2 separate regions of the Mus musculus genome follow, and region 2 is linked to region 1. A link is a contact called in public Hi-C data. All regions are on one chromosome and are shown on one strand. The core of a region is the stretch at or near the end of the contact, and the rest is flanking DNA. Distances in the headings are between cores, read along the strand shown. Region 1 holds the start of H2-M3 (histocompatibility 2, M region locus 3). Region 2 holds the start of Mmut (methylmalonyl-Coenzyme A mutase).

Region 1 (2,700 bases), core at 92-2,591:
CCTGAAAGAGGCCATGGTACACAATGAGCTGCAGACTGAATGGAAGTGGTTGGTTGTGTATCTCAGGGTGTTTTCTCCTTCCATTCTGGGACAGATTCAAATGTTCTGAAAGTAGGGTCAGCCCTGGGGACAGTCACTCTCTGATGTTGGATCAGGAAGGCCAGTACCACTCTTCCTCCTCCTTGTGCAGTATTCCAGCGGATCTGGTATTTCCTCCCTCCCCAGACATCAAGAGCCTCACTTGTATGTTTGAGGGGGTTATCTTTGCTTACTAAAAGTGGTTCCTAGTTGTTCCTCATACCTGCTCGCTGAAGAATCTCCTTGCCATTCCGCAGGAATCTGTGGAGCAGCTCCAGGCACTCTCCCTCCACATAGGCCCTGAAGTACTCTGCTGTGCCAGCTGACTCTAAACGGCTCTTCGTGATCTGAGACACCATGTCCACTGCAGTCCAGGAGCTCAGGTCTTCATTCAGGGTGATGTAATCTGAGCCATCATACGCAGCCTGATAGTGGGCTCCAAGAAGGCGCATGTCTGGCCCTACCTCACAGGAAACCATCCACTGCAGGATGTGAGAGCCTAGCCACAAACAGGGTGTCAGCCTTAGCCACCTCACCCTGCTCCGCCCGCCAACAGGATTTGGACCTAAACTGAAAGTGAAACCGGTTAAAGGTTTCTGAGAGCTCTGAAGCCCAACTCCAAACATCTAACCTGGCACCCAGGGCTACTCTGGTTTGGCAGTAGACAGACAGGAAGGAGTCTGACCCAGGCTTAGGGTCACTCACCGCCTTCACTCTGGTTGTAGTAGCGGAGCAGGGTCCGAAGGTTTGCTCTGGCACTTTGTGCAATATTCTTGACCTTGAGTTTCAGCTCCTTCCAGTACTCTGGTCTTTCCTTCTCCATCCAAGGTGCACGAGGTTCCATCCTCGGAATTTCCTCAATGCTATCACAGCGCTGAAACTGCACGTCGTCAACATAGCCCACAGAGATATACTGGGGCTCCCCACGGCCCGGCCGTGACACCGCAGTGTGGAAATAGCGCAGTGAATGTGAGCCTGGGGGCGAGGCAGGGTAACTTCAGAACTCTTCCCTGATAACCCCGGGCCAGTGAACAAGCATTGGGTTGGGGGTGGGGCAGGGAGCGGAACTCAGGTCCCGGCAGAAAAGGGATCCCCGAGCACCTGGTCCCGATGCCGTGATCCTCTCTTTAGAGGTTATTTACTTCCCGACCCCTGAACTCACCAGAACCTGTTTGGGTAACAGCCAAAGAGACCACCACCATGTGCAGGAGAGCGCGGTTGCTTGAGGACCCCATCCTTCCCGTGGTAGCCCTGATTAGATTCGCTAAGTACACGCCAACCAATTAGAATGGGAATTGGAGAAGCGTCATCAGTATCCGGGCAAAAGTACCCGACAAAGTTTACAGAGTTACAGAGAAGTGAAACCTCAGAGGAAATGGGGGAATCTCCAATGCTGGGTTAAACCTGGAAACTGGGCTTGGATTTGATCTCTGTTCTCCTACACTGAGTACTTAATGTCACGTTTCCTAGAACATTTTTAATATTCTAGGATCAGTATGTTCTCTAAAACAAACAAAACGGTTTTTTTTTCGTTTTGTTTTATGTGTACTGATGTTTTGCTTATATTTATGTATGTGCACCTCATGAATGCCTGGTGACAGCAGAGGCTAGAAGTGGGCATCTGACACCCTGGAACTTGTGATACTGGTCCTATCAATTGCCACATGAGTTCTGGAAATAAGACCCAGGCAAACTCCATGGATAAGTTTTATGAGTTAGGTCTACCAATAATTATCACTTGGGGTGCACACTTATAAACCCAGTCTCCAGGACATATAGGATTTTGGAAGGAGTTCAAGGTTGTCTTCAGCTAGGGAGTTCAGTAACACAGTGAGATGAGGAGCTCTGGTAAGAAATGTTCCAAGAGGTCTTATGGTCAAACCTTTTAGTTATTAGGAGTGGAAGCCCCTGAGTTTTTCTTGTTTGCAAGCTCTAAAGTCCTCCCATCCCACTGGGGATCCAAGCAAGAGTTCTTGGAATCAGTGTAGGCACAGGAAACTGACTTGGATGCAGATTCATTAACACAGTTGGCAATTTGGGAAATAGCTCTGGCAGATAGAAAACAAGGACAATATTTAAACAAAAATATTGAGATAAAGACTAATGAATCTAAAGTTGATTTTAGCAGTTTGATGGTTTGCCATAGACAATATGATTACTCAATTTTCACTCAGAAATCATATTAGTCACAAATGTCATAAATGAACTGTTTAGATGGTATGCTGTATTTCAATAGGCCCACTTGCTGTATATAAACAGCAGTCCCTACAGGTAAATTAGCCAAACTCTCACCCCTATTGCTCAATTTCCATGTTGTTTTGTCTTGTTTTATATTTTGAGACAGGGTTTCTTAGTCCTATCTGTCCTGGACTCAATTGGTAGTTGATGTGGCCTTGAACTCACAGAGATCCTCCTGCCTCTGCCTCCTGAGTGTTGGGGTCAAAGGTGTGCAATGCCATGCCTGGTTCAGACTCCATGTTTGATCACAAATGATCCACGGTGTCAGTAGAACTCAGCTTAAAGCTCGTCATTTTAATTTGCAGTATATTACTCTAAGTTTCATGACTTTCTGCATTCACTATATGTTGGATTTCTCAAGAACTGCTGTGGCGCTGCCCCACC
Region 2 (2,700 bases), core at 80-2,579, 3.7 Mb before region 1:
CCACTCATCGCAATACTGTTCTAATTACTTTACAATGTAAACTTTCAAAACAGGAAACGTCTCAGATATGCTAGCCCCTTAAACTGGGTAACATCCATTCTGGGAAGGCTTCTATTGTGAGAGATAGAATAGGAATTCTCTGCTGTTTATTTGCATTAGAGAATCTGAAACATAAACATCCACAGTTAGAATACGTGTGTTACAATATAAACAAACGAATGAATTGAATGGAACTACTATATTCCATATTGAAACTTACTGGAGTATTCATTTATGACAGCACAGAAAAGAAAAAGGAAGCCTTTATTGGACATAAATTACATGATGTATTATGTCTGTGGAAACTAGCACTCTGTGCAATTACTGTTGTTGTGAGCTTTCTCTAAATATTTTGTAATTAATTTGAAAGTTATAGTAACACCTCAGAAGAGCTAGCCCCTCACACTGTTCAATATACATAGGTGGTGACTATACAAGGCAAGAAAATTAACAGCATAAAGGAACTGTTAGCCCAAAGCAACTGTTCTCAACCTGTGGGTCATAACTCCTTGGCAAACCTCCATCTTCAAAAATATTCAATTTACGATTCATAAAAGTGTCAAAATTACAGTTACAATGTAGCAACAAAAATAATTTTATGGTTGGGGGTCACCACTGTACTGAAGGGTCTTGGCATTAAGAGGGTTGAGAACGACTGGCCTAAAAAATAACTAAGCACAAAACTATGTTGGAAGAAAATCAGCAGGCGGTTGAAAATTACACGCATGTGTCACGCTCTCAATGGCAAAACGGAGAAGTTAGGCTATGTGTTTTGTTTTGTTTTTTAAATCAGGTTAGACGCGCCTTTCCTTTTCATCTTTTCCTTCTGTCACCTAACTTTCTGTCTTACTACCTCTAGCAAAAACACCCTAGAAACCACATGAGCTTGTGAACCTCTAACAAGTAACCTCTGCTCTGCGCGTGCGTGGGAAACCAGGGACGCACAGCGACAAGACTAGCACGCTGTTGAAAGGCATTTTGCAGCGGTGACCTCCGAATTCCACCAGCCTGGCGGGAAATGAGAACCCAGTCAGTCACCATCTATATTTCAGGAGCAAGCAGGGGCGGCTTCCTATCACAGAAAATCCGTGAAGAAGAAGGAAAGGACAGCAAGATAGATAGGTGGAGCAGATGAAGCCAATAAGAGAAGAATCCTGCAAGCCTGACGTGCTCCACAGCGCACGGGCTTACTCACAGTGTTTGGGGATCACCCGGACCAAGCCCGGACTTCAGAACCGAACCCAGACGCCGGGGTCACACCCGCTCGCCGCAGGAGCTCGGCAGCCAATCAAATCAGGGGGCGTAGCCAACACCGCCCTCGGATTAGCCAATCCAATCCGGACATTGCGGGCGCGCGTCTGATGACGTAAAGACATACGCTCCGCAGGCCGGCCTTCTCTACACAAGTGTGTTTGCGTTCCTCACTGACGCTTCCGGTTCCCAGATCCTGGAAGTTCTCCGTCTTTTCCGGTTGTTTGGGCGGATTAAGTCAGAAGCGCGCCTTTTGAATCCGTGAAGCAACTGTGAAGAGTCGAGGAAGCGATAAAGCGGCTGACAGATCCAGGGGATAATTTGAGCCTCACGCGTTTGTGGTAAAACTCCGTTTTGTTTTGTTTTGTTTTGTTTTTAAGGGGCAATGTCTAATGTCTGAATAGGTCTCTGCCATTTAGGGCAACTGTTTGAGATAACCCCAGAGTGGAGTGAAAATATTGATCTTCCCTCTCTAGTCCCCCTGACCCTCCCGGTCTTGGTTCCTGAATCTCTGTACCTCGTCCTGGAGCGACGGACAGAGTAGCCCAAGTTCACTCTCGTTAGTGGTTCGCAGATGAACAGCTTAAGTTGAGATAAGTCGGTTTAAACTAGTTTCAGTAAACCGGCCAAGAAAACAACAAGCAAACCGAAGCGGAGCGCCTTTTTCCACTCCTCCCATAAGGATTCGATCTAGTCTGAACGGGCTGATTCATAAAGAAAAAAAAAAAAATGTTCTTTGAGCTGTCACGCCGTCCGACTTTACGCTGGTTTCATTTAAGCACTTTATTTCTCTTCGTCTTGGCTAATTAATCCAAAGATATCCCCACAGCTGCCCACAAGTCATTTGATTGCATTTAGTATATCTCATACATAATAATTGTAGTCATAGCGGTGTCTACCAACCCACTGTTAAGCTATGATTTCCTGTGGATCTGGGAACAGTAAGGAATTTTTATCTTCTATCTTAATTTTTCTTTTCTTTTCTTTCTTTCTTTCTTTCTTTTTTTTTTTTTAAATTAACACAAGTTGAGTGGTCCCAACAGGTAGAAATCATGACCCTGGTTTCGATACTTACAATGTCTGTCTCATGATTCAATGTAGGCGTTTTCTGTATTACATCCTGCCATATATGTTGTTTAGCTTGGTGTTTTGGGGGGATTCCTAAAGGTTGGAGTAGGAGAATCTCCTGCTCTTTTGCCATCTCTTGGAAGACCCTTTTCCTCATTTCTGGGTTGCATTATCCAGCCTTGATATGATGGTTTGTGCCTAGTCTGATTACATCTTATTACCTCATGTTTGGTTGATGTCGCTGGGAGCCCTGTTGTTTTATGAAAGGAAACGCAGAAGCAGTGGTTTGGGGAAAGAAAAGGGACCCATGACTTGAGGAGTGGGAGAGGAAACTATGGTCAG

Evidence for each region. A called contact is a pair of places that touch in the nucleus more often than the background predicts.
Region 2: a contact with region 1 is called in a Hi-C map of pro-B cells, with 6 times the contacts expected there. The contact joins the promoter of Mmut here to the promoter of H2-M3 in region 1. A contact is called at or near these places in 3 of 484 Hi-C or Micro-C datasets (CD4 T cells, CD8 T cells and pro-B cells).

The regions. Positions count from the first base shown.
Region 1 is chr17:37,268,875-37,271,574 of GRCm38.p6, reverse strand. H2-M3 (histocompatibility 2, M region locus 3) reads right to left here and starts at 1,341. Exons shown (of 8, transcript NM_013819.2): 1 at 1,241-1,341; 2 at 784-1,053; 3 at 302-577. The coding sequence starts at 1,313.
Region 2 is chr17:40,933,314-40,936,013 of GRCm38.p6, reverse strand. Mmut (methylmalonyl-Coenzyme A mutase) reads right to left here and starts at 1,329. Exons shown (of 13, transcript NM_008650.3): 1 at 1,235-1,329. It overlaps Cenpq (centromere protein Q), which reads left to right and starts at 1,440. Exons shown (of 9, transcript NM_031863.4): 1 at 1,440-1,631.